Regions from separate parts of the Mus musculus genome. Here all the other regions are linked to region 3. A link is a contact called in public promoter capture Hi-C data. All regions are on one chromosome and are shown on one strand. Each heading gives the region's core, a stretch centred on a gene start, on an enhancer-like site or on the middle of the called end of the contact. The rest is flanking DNA. Distances are from core to core; before and after follow the strand shown.

Region 1 (2,906 bases), core at 310-2,809, 260 kb after region 3:
TCCAACACTTCCAACTCTTAAGCCAAATACTGTTAATCCAGCATAGTTTGATGGATATACAAGTATGATCATTTTACTCTCCTGATTAAGGCATTCAATAGCTGCAGCACACAGCATTAATTTCTTAAGACAAAATTGCCATCAAGAGTTTCTGTTCACCCTGTTCCATCTCCTACTATTTTGCCATCAAGAGTTTCTGTTCACCCTGTTCCATCTCCTACTATTTTGCCATACACTTTCTGGACTCCTGAGCCTGAAAGTTTTCTTATGAATTCCTTCTTTTCATATAGCCATCTTCTTTACATGTATGGAGGGATAGTCAGCCTCTTTAATCTGAAATTCTAATTATCTTCTTCCCCAGAAACCTGGTGAGTGATATGGATCTCAGAAGAAAGTGAAGCTAGCTGCATGGGCCATATATATCTTTTGTCTTTTGTCATGACATCTCTCATTAGTTTATAATGCTTCTACAGAATTAATTCAAGATTACTTACCTGCCTTGTGTAAAAGGTTTGAAAATGAGCCTGGTGTAGTTATGCCTGCTTTTAATTCCAGCAATCCAGAGGCAAGGACAGGGGGACATTGGAATTTGAGGCTAGCCTGGTTTGCATAGCAAGTTCCAAGTTCCACAGTAGCCAGGCCTTTATAAAGAGAAGGGAGAGAGAGAGAGAGAAAGAGAGAGAGTGGGAGAGAGAGAGGGAGAGAGAGAGAGAGAGAGAAGTGTTTAAGGAGAGATTTTTGAGAATGCATTAATGAAATTGTACCTTCTTGACTCCAGGTTTTCAAGTAGCATTTATATTTGGAAATTGTTTCCCACCCAGATACTTGTAAACATATTTCCATGGTATTTGGTTTGATTATAGTGCTGACAAAATAATACAAATGTGTCTTTAAATATGCAGTTTACTATATAACATGTTCACTTACCATCCACCTAGCAGTTTTTAAATAAGGGACTCTGAAGAAACCAAAGGGAAGAGCTACAAGGAGGCAAATTAATGGAATGAAATATGTGTGTACCCCGAGAGCTCCTTGTCCCAACAGCAAAAGACCAAAGGCAAATCAGGAAAATAAAAGGTTTTACAATGAAGGCGGCGACTCTCACTTGTGAAGCCTTCTCCAGGGGAAAACTTGTCTGTACTTTAATCCTCAACGTTAATGCACAGGGAGAATGAGAGTTATGCAGAGTGGAGCATGGCATTGAGTTGGAGACAAGAAAGGAATCGAATGGCAGACAAGATAGGGTTGTCATATTTACCAAAGCAACACTTGGGACATAATTATCCCAATCATTTGTTTTTTATCTGAAATAACATTTAAGTGGGTAATCCTGTATTTTATCTGGCAACGCTAAGAGAGAAGAACAATGGTAGTCTGATGGTCTGGGCTGTGCAAGAAAAAGCCCGAGTCACTGGGGGGAAAAAGAGTAAAGCTCTACTTAAGCACAAGCATCTTCAGACACAAGCTATTTCCGGTGTCGGGCGCGAGCGGGGGGAGGGGAGAAAGCAATGAAAGCCGCGGCACTCAGTCCGCCGGCGTCCCACAATCCTCCTCTCTCGGTTCCTTTTTCCTCGCTCAAGATGGCGCTGCTCGCGATACATTCCTGGCGCTGGGCAGCCGCGGCGGTCGCTTTCGAAAAGCACAAGCATTCGGCAGTTCTGACCCGGGCTCTAGTCTCCATGTGCGGCTCAGGCCCGCGATGGAGTTCGTCCCAGCGCGGCGCGTCAGGAAGCGCTCGGCTGTCCCAGGTGTGTGGCCGCGCGCTTGGGAGAGCAGGGTGAAGGACAGGGGAACCTGGTAGGGAAAGGGTTGCCCTTGTGACCTCAGGTCAGAGGGAGCGCGCCTAAGGAAGATTGTCAGGGCGAGCTCAAGAGTGGCGGCGAGGGTAGGAAGTTAGGGTTAGGAATTGGAGGCGGAGAGGAAGAACACGTTTGGGGACAGCAGAGAGCCGGGAGGTTTCAGGCACGGGGCACCTGCAGTGCCGGCGTCCTGTAGGGCTTTGCCGCTTGTTTTCTAAGTGGGTGGCAGACGGGGCTGCTTCCAAAAGTTCCTCGTGGAATTTGGTGCTGAGCGGCCCGTGCTTCAGAGTGTACTAAAGCGGGAGTATGCAATTGCGAGTGCACTTCAACAGGACAGAACGCCACCTATAAACAAGTAGCACATTTAATTGGTACGTTAACTCCCTCAACTGACAGGCGAGCTCCCTCGGAGGCAAAAACCATAATTATCCTTTTCTCCAAAATGTACACTGCTCGAAGACAGACGCTTTGTTATCTTTTGCTATGACTATTCAATTACGTTCTTTGTGCATTCCCTTAGTGTGGCAGTGATTATGCTACCTTGGAATATTGGCTACCATTAGCTCATTCAATAAGAGTTTGTTTTAAAAAATCGTCTGTGGTACTTGTACTTCAGTTTGTGGTTTTTTTTCCTCATATATTGGCAATATTTTAATTGCCACCACGTGTTCGTCAGTATAACCTTAACATACTGTCATTTTTGTTTGGAAAGCAGTTTCTTAAATTATGACTCCCTGTCAACAAATATTTAATGTCTACTACTACTATAATCATAAACACTGTTTAGATAACAGAAGTCAAGAGAAGCATACAGTTAGGCCTTCAAGGGTTGAGGTTTGGTTTGGTTTTTACAGACAAGGTCTTGTTTTGTAGTCTCGTTAGGCCTTGAGTGTGTGATCCTCCTGCTTCAGCCTACCGAGTACTGGGATGACAGGCATAAAGTGACAAGGATTGTACAATTTTTAAAATTGAAAAATATTTGAAATCGACAAATAATTGTGTATATTTGTGGAGTGTGGTGTGATATTTAATACATGGATGTAAGTGATCAGTTTAGAGTAATTGGCATAGTTTGCATCCTGAACACTTGTTATTAGTATAGAGAAT
Region 2 (2,713 bases), core at 77-2,576, 470 kb after region 3:
GGACTGCGTTCCTTTAACTTAAACCCGACCCCTGTATCTTTTACTTTGCCTTGAAAAATCTCTCCCCCTACCCTCCTGACCCATACACATTATCCATGTCTGTGCTGTTTCTGGGGAGGGGTTAGGTGACAGGCTAGAGGCCCTGGGAAGGGTTAGAGGACTTACACACTGCAGATCTCGAAGTCTGACCTTAGAAAATGAGGCTGTAGGGTGGAAACAGAGAAATCTGAAATTGAGCTCTCCATGACTGGGAAGCTGGGTTGTGGCAAGGACTTGCTGGAGCAAGTGCACACAAAGTAGCTAGCTTTATTCTCTCCGCTCTAGCGTCAACACTTAATCGTTCTCCCTGGTTTCTAGTGGCACTGACCGTGGCTCTCAGGCCCCAACCCTACACCCTGGGCTTCATTGAATACTACGTGTTCCCCGGTGGGTCGCTTTCCATTCCTGTACTGTTGATTCCCAGGGCGTCAAAAGGGAAATGACCACCTAAGGAATTTTCCTGTGACAGCAGTCAGATCCCATTTCCTTCCCGGCCATATTCAGAATCCCTTTTTCTCTCCTTCACTTCCTAAAAAAACTCATCCCTTTCCAATTCTCTGCCTTGTTACAACCCTTCCAGCACAATCCACCTTCCCGGGGCTTGGGGCCTGAAGTTAAGGGTAGGTTGGATGGATAGAGGCTTAATACATGGAGCCATTCAGATATTCTTCCTGAAACTTCAGAGCGCCCCTCTCTGAACACATAACTGCCTTCAAAGGCGTGGGAGAGTGGTGTCCGGCTGCGTGTCTGCTAGGGGAAGAACAAGCCAGCAGCGCCGTGGACTGGGCGGGCTGCGAGAATGTGAGTGGGGGGCGGGGTGGGGGTGGGGAAGGGGGGTGCGCGCCCTTTATGACAGGTGGCCGCGCAGTGCGCGCTCCCGGACGTCTGAGGGGACCGCCGGGAGGGACAGACAGACAGACAGGGTGGGAGGGGGCACACACGAGGAAGGGACCGCAGAGAGGGTAAGGAAAGAGAGAGCAAGATAGGGAGGGCTGTGGTGGGGAAGGAGGATAGGGAGGGGAACGCGTCCAACAAGAACTGCTGTGTTGGAGGAAACAATGGCAGGGGCAATAGCGATGGTGGCAGCCGAGGCAGCCCCACTCTGGGCACCTTTCTGAATGGGCAGAGGCAGCTCTGGAAGCAGAAGAGAGCAGGCAGAGCCCGCAGAGGCTCTGAGCCAAGCAGCCCAGGGAGGAGAAGGGGGAGGAGGAGGAGGAAGAGGAGGAGGAGGAGAAAGGGGGGAGGAGGGGGCCGAGGCAGGGGGGGAGAACCCGGGAAGGAAAACCAGTAGCATCAGCAGCAGCAGCCACCGCCGCCGCCACCACCACAGCAGTGGCAGTAGCGGCAGTGGCAGCGTTTAGCAGTAGTGTTCCCAGCGCTAGCGGCAGTCGCAACCGCCCTCCGCGTCTCCGTCTCGCGGACAGCCGCAGCCACCGCGTGCAGAGCGGGCTCCGGGCACCGCCGCGCGCAGCCGGCGAGCCGGGCAGTGCTGGCGCGGGCGAGCGGCGCGGTGAGAGGAGCGCTGTCCTGGGAGCCGGCGGGCGGCTGTGGAGCCTCTGAGTTTCGGCGCCCGAGCCCGACAGCTCTGCCTCCATCTAGTGCGGCGGCTGCGGCGGAGCCAGAGTGAGCGAGCGGAGCGAGGCGCGTCCACCTGGCGGGCCCCGCGCATGGAGCAGAGGCAGAGGAGACGGCAGTGAGCGGGAGCAGCGGCGGCAGCTCTAGCAGCTCCGGCGACGGCGACGGCGGCGGCAGCCCAGCCTTGACTGCGACCGTCCCAGCTCGGGACGCCGGCAGCAAGGACCCACCAGCGACGTGCGCCTCGGGAGGCGGCCTGCGAGGTGAGTCTGAGCGCTGCCATGCAGCCTCCCCCATCCCCCCCGGGCCTTCTCCCTGGCTCCCCGGGCCGGCTGGAGCCGGCGGGCGGCAGCTGGGGGTGGGGGTGGCGGCTGCGAGGAACCGAGGGCTAGCCGAGCGAGGAGCCGAGCAAGGGATGCCGGCGGGGAGAGCGTGTGTGTGTGTGTGTGTGTGTGTGTGTGCGCGCGCGTGCGTGTGAGTGTGTGTGAGTGGGAGAGTGTGCGAATGGCGTGCGGGTGCTGTCTGTGTGCGGGAGGCAGCGAGGCCGCCGGGGCGAGGGAGCCTGGCTCGCCCGCCGCTGCCGCCGCCGCTGCCGCCGCCGCCGCCGCCGAGCGTGCGCTGCAATCTAGGAAAGGCCTGTGTGCCGCCGCCGGGGGAGGGGGAGGGGAAGGGAGCGGGCCGGAGCCGCCGCCACTGCCGCCGCCGCTCACACACGCCTGCCTGCCGCAGGGCAGCGGCCGCTAGCCGCCTGCCACCTCCCATCGGTTCGGTGACCCCGGGGGAACCTCGGGCGTCTGGGGAAAGTGGCACGGCCCGAGGCACGCGTCCGAGGGAGCGGGAAAACGTAGGCACGCGGCGGGCGCCGGCTGGCGTCCCGGCCGAAGCTGCAGAGGTGCGAAGGCGCCGCTGGCCGCCGTACGGACGCCTCCCCCGCCCGAGGCTCCCGCGCGCCCCAGGCGCCTCTGGCCACCCCGCGGTGGCACGGGCGGCTCGCAGCACCCGCTCCAAGCAGCCGCCGCTGGCGACCGACGAGAAGTTAGGGGCCCGAGCGAGCCTCGCCCAGGCTTGTCACCTTTGCAGGAAATTGGCCCGCTGCCCT
Region 3 (2,700 bases), core at 119-2,618:
CCCCTAATTACCCTCCCCCTGCCCTGCTCCCCAACCCACCCACTCCCGCTTCCTGGCTTATAAAACCTCTTGCTCTCACACAGCAGTCACACTGACTGTAAATCAAAACTGGATCTCAGCAAAAGTCTCTTCGTGTACTAGACCTTTGGAAACCATTAGATCAATGAGTATGAAATATACAAACGACCATAATAATAGAACTGTGGTAGGTACTTGTGTCAAAACAACAGCCTGTTGCCTTAAGGAGGACATGAGCTTCTTCGTGACAGTCCCCTGGTTTGCCATTCTTTATTTATACTAATGTTGACTTAATAGAAAGTAACGACTTGCCTCCTGATTGGTCCCCCTGCTCTCAGACCGGCTTCCTTAGTGAAATCCAGCTTACTGTTTTACATTAGTATCACTGTGACTCTATTCCATTGCCCCCCGCCCCCCGACCTTTGCTGACTGTTTTCCATCTGCTCTACATAACTGTGTCCCTGACAAGGCATCCAAGAGCATTCACATCCTTGCTCCAGCCTGTATTTTCAGTCCTCACTCCCATCCTCTTCACATAAACTCTCTTCAAGGTACAGCAGCTGGTCTTGGAACACTTTAGAATTGTCATGTCATGCCTTTTCAAACACGTTTCTGGTCTGAGAGGTCATCAATCCTCTTCTGCCTGAAAAATGCTTTTTTTTTTTTTTTTTTTTGGTTTTTCGAGACAGGGTTTCTCTGTATAGCCCTGGCTGGCCTCACTCTGTAGACCAGGCTGGCCTCAAACTCAGAACTCTGCCTGCCTCTGTCTCCTGAGTGCTGGGATTAAAGGCATGTGACACCACCACGCCCAGCTGAAAAAAAAAAAGTGCTTTTATTAATAAAGCTTAAACCTTTAGAGAGTTCCCTGAGCCCAGAATCATTATGGCCTTCACTTGATTTCTGCACCATTGTGTTTATTCTGAAAATACACTAAGCTAATTCTGCAGGGGGTACAGAGGGTGGAAGGAGTGCCCTGTCAAGGGATGTACCCCAACAGAGACTGCAGCACTACGTGTTAAGCATACTGTTCAAGTAGCAGTGGGAGGATGGAGATGGATGACCTTTAATTCATGAGGTACTACTGTGCTGTGTGCATCTTTTGCACAGTGCCTTTTTGTACTTGTGTGTCTGGGGGTTGGGACAGCAAAGAAAAGGAGATACAGGGGAAGGAAGAGGGGAGAAACCAGAACTGAAGAGAAGGTGGATGCAGTGCAGTAAAGGCAGATGGGCGGACCCACATTTCTTGGGTTTTACATTTGGCGGAGGCCCAGCCCAGCAGGCTCAGAGGAAGTGGTTGGGGGTTGGGGGTTGGGGGTAGGGGGCGAGAGGTGGAAAGGGGGAGGGGCTGCAGTCCCTGTGAGTCCTGCGGCCTGGACTGCTAGGCAACCACCTTCTGCCCCACCTCAGCCGGTTCCTGTAGCTGTGACTCAGGCCAGCGGTGCCAGACGGGGCGCGCTGGGCAGTGCAGCCCCACAGGTGGCAGCGGCTCGAGGACGGTTCCCGCCAGGCTAAGCAGTGGAGCGCCGCACAGCGCGCCTTCCCGCCTCCCAGCCGCCGCCCAAGCAGATCCCGGCCGGCGCCAGCAGGCCTGCTCGGTCGATCTTCGAGCCGAAGATGCGGCGGGGCTGGAAGATGGCTCTGTCTGGGGGGTTGCGGTGCTGCCGCCGGGTACTGTCCTGGGTGCCAGTGCTCGTTATTGTCCTCGTCGTTCTCTGGTCCTACTATGCCTACGTCTTTGAACTCTGCCTGGGTAAGTGGGGCTGGCCACATAAACTGGGGAAATTATGCTCCAGCACAATCGTCTGCCTTATCCTTCATACCGATGTCCCCAGTGAGCTCAGCCCTCACCCTGCGGCTTTTCCCTTCGCGCCCTGAAAAACTCCCAGTTTCCAATCTTGGGCTTCTCACAATATCTCTCATGCGCCGTCCCACGAGGGTCCCACCACGTCGCCATCTCCTCTCCCCTGGGTTTTCTTACTTCCTTGCTCTACCCTCGATAATTCCCTGACTCTTTCTACCAGGACCCCCTTTCCCAGTACAGGGTAACCACTTAAGCTGTACTGCCTGGCAACCACCTTCTGAGCCCACCCTACCAATTGAGGAAGCACCATACTCCATGTCCTTAAAGTGCCTGCTCCACCAAAGCATCCAACTAAGGGCCCCACCATTTCCCCCTCCTACTATGATTCCTTCCATGCTGGGGATTCCCTCTAAGGGATCCCAAAATAATTCCTGTCCTCTTCTATTAGCTCACCTTTTCTCCACTTTGAGATCCATACCTTCTCTCTGCAATCTTCAAACACAAGCTGAGAGGTTTCACATCTCCTCCCCACCCACTTCTGAACCTCTCACATCAGAACATTCTGTTCTCACTTTTTACACAGGGCTAAGCCCTCCGTCCATTCTTTCTCTGAGATCCAAGAGAGCACGCACATGTGTGCACACATGCAACATACACACCACACACACACACACACACACACACACACACACACACAGAGAGAGAGAGAGAGAGAGAGAGAGAGAGAGAGAGAGAGAGAGAGAGGAGTGCTTCATATGTTTGCCTTCTTATGACTCCTCAGTCTGTGTGTTCTACCTCACATTTCACACAATGGTAATAAGGTTTCCCCCCTTCTTTTCCTGTGCGCTTCCCTCATTTTCAGAGCTCCTTTTGTGGTGTGG
Region 4 (2,776 bases), core at 148-2,647, 330 kb before region 3:
GTATGTGTGCGAAAGGCCAGAATAGGGAGCTTCAGGTGGTAGTGCACCACTGTGTAGATGCTGGGAATTGAACCTGGGTCCTTCAGAAGAGCAGCGAGTTTTCCTAGCCACTGACTGAGCCATCTCTTTGACTCCTTGGCTTACCACTTTCCAGGCTTTCAGCCCTTTCATGGAAGGGAATATGTAGTCACACCAAGGCAGTCAGGAAGCCAAGAGAACATGTCTGTGCTCTGGGCTTTCTCTTTTTCTTCTTTTATTCCACCTGATCCCAGTCTGCACCCCACATTCAGGTTAGGAAGCTCAATTTCACTGTTGTAATTATTTTCCCTTCTACCTCCTCCCTTAATTAATCCTATTTGGAAACAGCCTCAAAGGTATACCCAGAGGTGCACTTTACTAGTCTCCTTGGACTTTACCTATCCAACAGACAAAATGAACCATCACACAAGAGGGTGATGCTTCCTTCCTCTTTGAGAATTGTGGACACTCAGAGCATAATCTGTATTCTGATAATTACAATATGGTATTAAGGTATTGCTGACATTTTATGTAAATCTCTGTATAAAAATTTCCAAATATAAAATATCAAATCATATCATATGTAGGTTTTCTAATCACTCTAAGTTAAAATTAAATAACATTAAAGGTGTTTATAATATACTCTGGATATATTTATTATTCTCTCATTACTGTTTTTTCAACTGTATTATTTAAATAGTTTTTGTGTGCTTGAATTTAACTTCACTTAAATGCATTTTTTTTAATGGATGGACAGAATTCTATCCCTCGCAAATTCATAAGGTGAAGTCCTATCCCCCATCAACTCAGAATATGATTGAGTCATGTGGATGGCCCAAATTCTGTAAGACCTGTGTCCTTACAAGAGAATATTAAGACACACACGCATATATATGTGTGTGTTCATAGAGAATACCCCATATGATGGCACAGCGGGATTATGGCCATCTGCATGTGTGGAGAGAGGTCTCAGAAAAAACTAAAGTGACCAACACCTGAATCCCAGCATCTGCCTCCCCTTTTTGAAAGCTGATAATTTTTTGCTGTTAACTCACCCATCATGATGTTTTTGTTATGACAGAGAAGTAAGCTAGAACACTTTTCAAATTCACATATGCTACTTGCATAGTAACATGGCCAATTTTCTTGGTATTATTTAATTTTAGCATGTGAGCTATCAAAGTCCACAAGAATTCTACTTTGTTTTCATTGGAAGCTATGCCCTTCATATAAAACTCCATAGGTTATCTTCAGGAACCCCTTTCTCCTGTTAGTAGACTGTGGAAGATGTAAGAAATTGTGGCAAAATGGAGAGAGGTCCCATCCTACCCTCATCTCCGCAACTGTTCAAGCAGAGAATGCAGCTTGTTTCTCTCTAGTCACGCTGAAAAACCACTTCCTGGGAACTGGCGATACTGGGTGAGAAGACAGAGAAGGTTGGTCATTAATGTGCTGGCTTGGGTCACTACGAAGTCTTTCAAGCCCCTCTGCACCCGGAGGTCATTTTCCTTCTTGGTAGTGCCGCTGTTTTCATAATTGCTTCCTTCTTTGACCTTTTCCTCTAATAAACTGAATTTGGAGTTAGACTCCTCAGTGTGTCCCCTTCAGGGTCCTAGGTTTTTTCTTGTTTACCCAGTGCACATGAAAATGTTATAAAATAACACTCAAACAGAATGTGAAAGGAATAAGATTTTTAGTTAGAAAAGTAGAACACCAGATAGTGATAACTCAAGAGGCTTTTAGCCTCAGGTCTCTAATTATTTTTCTGGTCTCTGTTAGGTTTTTCTTTTTTCTTTTTAGTACTGGCAAAACAGAGTCTGTTTCTGTAATCCCCATCCACAACATTCATCTGCATTACGAAGAAATTACATAAAATATGTGAACACAGGAAAAAAAACCAGTTTATTTAGTTTTTACCAAATCTAGTGATAGCCATTTCTGTTGGATCTCAGCCTTTCCCATAGGACTGCTACAATTTACAGGTGTAATGAAACAAAAGCCAGAAAAAACGCCTGTGTAGCTGTAGTATCCTTATTGGACCTAGGAAACCAGCCTTTCTCCCAGCTCGGGGAGTCAAATGTTCTAGGGCTAGAGCATTCAGAAGGGGTTTTAAAGGCATCATAATATAATTTAGACTTTTGCTGGGTGATTTTTTTTAAAACAAGACTCTGGATTGGGTGCTATAAAGAAGCAGAGATTAATGGATGGTTATATATGTTAATATATCTTATAGAGAGAGCTGACTAGTCTGGGGCTGAAGTTGAATTGTAATTGGTAAAGAATAAGAATCATTCATCTATTAACTGAGGGAAGGAGTTTTAGTATTTCATAGGTTACAACATTTCCTTGTATTTCCTTGTGGTTAGGCAAATTTACAGAGCAGTCTTGTCCTCACATTCTTTTTTCAAAAAGGCCTTATCTGGTGCTGATATTTTAGGAGCTACTTTATGTCTGCTAGAGAGTAACTCGGCCTTGCTATGAGCACTAGGAAAGCTTTCAACAGCTGTCAGGCCAATGTTTGATTATTAGGGACTGATTTTTCTTACTCATGTTTAAACCAGTACAATAACAACATCAAAAAGCAATGCAATTTTAGAATGGGGCACAGAAGCAAATAGAGTTCTCAGAAAATGAAATACAAATGACTGAGAAGATTTAAAAAATGGTCAGCACCTTTAGAAACACTTAAAAATGCTCAACATCTTTAGAAACACTTAAAAATGTTCAATCACTTTAGGCATCAGGAAGATGCAAATTA

What was found. Promoter capture Hi-C pulls out the DNA fragments that hold promoters and counts their contacts. Capture Hi-C pulls out chosen DNA fragments and counts their contacts.
Region 1: a contact with region 3 is called in a promoter capture Hi-C map of erythroid cells, with 60 times the contacts expected there. The contact joins the promoter of Abcb7 here to the promoter of Zdhhc15 in region 3. A contact is called at or near these places in 3 of 39 promoter capture datasets (erythroid cells, hippocampal neurons and pre-B cells), 10 of 484 Hi-C or Micro-C datasets (CD4 T cells, the HL-1 cell line, the N1E-115 cell line and 5 more), 1 of 115 datasets of contacts at active chromatin or transcription factors (memory CD8 T cells) and 1 of 9 other capture datasets (embryonic stem cells).
Region 2: a promoter capture Hi-C map of adipose tissue shows a contact between it and region 3, with 5 times the contacts expected there. The contact joins the promoter of Nexmif here to the promoter of Zdhhc15 in region 3. A contact is called at or near these places in 11 of 39 promoter capture datasets (the 3T3-L1 cell line, the C10 cell line, the SN4741 cell line and 7 more), 6 of 115 datasets of contacts at active chromatin or transcription factors (astrocytes, embryonic forebrain, embryonic stem cells and 1 more) and 3 of 9 other capture datasets (adipose tissue, embryonic stem cells and macrophages).
Region 4: a contact with region 3 is called in a promoter capture Hi-C map of pre-B cells. The contact joins the enhancer-like site here to the promoter of Zdhhc15 in region 3. A contact is called at or near these places in 7 of 39 promoter capture datasets (the 3T3-L1 cell line, 3T3-L1-derived adipocytes, the C10 cell line and 4 more) and 1 of 9 other capture datasets (adipose tissue).

What each region holds. Positions count from the first base shown.
Region 1 is chrX:104,412,499-104,415,404 of GRCm38.p6, reverse strand. Abcb7 (ATP-binding cassette, sub-family B (MDR/TAP), member 7) reads left to right here and starts at 1,559. Exons shown (of 16, transcript NM_009592.1): 1 at 1,559-1,748. The coding sequence starts at 1,581.
Region 2 is chrX:104,199,797-104,202,509 of GRCm38.p6, reverse strand. Nexmif (neurite extension and migration factor) reads left to right here and starts at 1,326. Exons shown (of 5, transcript NM_001077354.3): 1 at 1,326-1,877.
Region 3 is chrX:104,669,732-104,672,431 of GRCm38.p6, reverse strand. Zdhhc15 (zinc finger, DHHC domain containing 15) reads left to right here and starts at 1,368. Exons shown (of 12, transcript NM_175358.4): 1 at 1,368-1,768. The coding sequence starts at 1,633. Gm39530 (a long non-coding RNA gene) reads right to left here and starts at 2,612. Exons shown (of 3, transcript XR_003953044.1): 1 at 2,273-2,612.
Region 4 is chrX:104,997,067-104,999,842 of GRCm38.p6, reverse strand. No RefSeq gene overlaps it. Among named protein-coding and RNA genes, the nearest start is that of Gm33486, 5.4 kb to the left of the region's middle. Within about 2 kb of position 1,397, at least 3 of the 459 cell types and tissues checked have an H3K27ac peak or open chromatin away from gene starts, as enhancers often do. A contact at or near this core is called in pre-B cells, where this site is marked.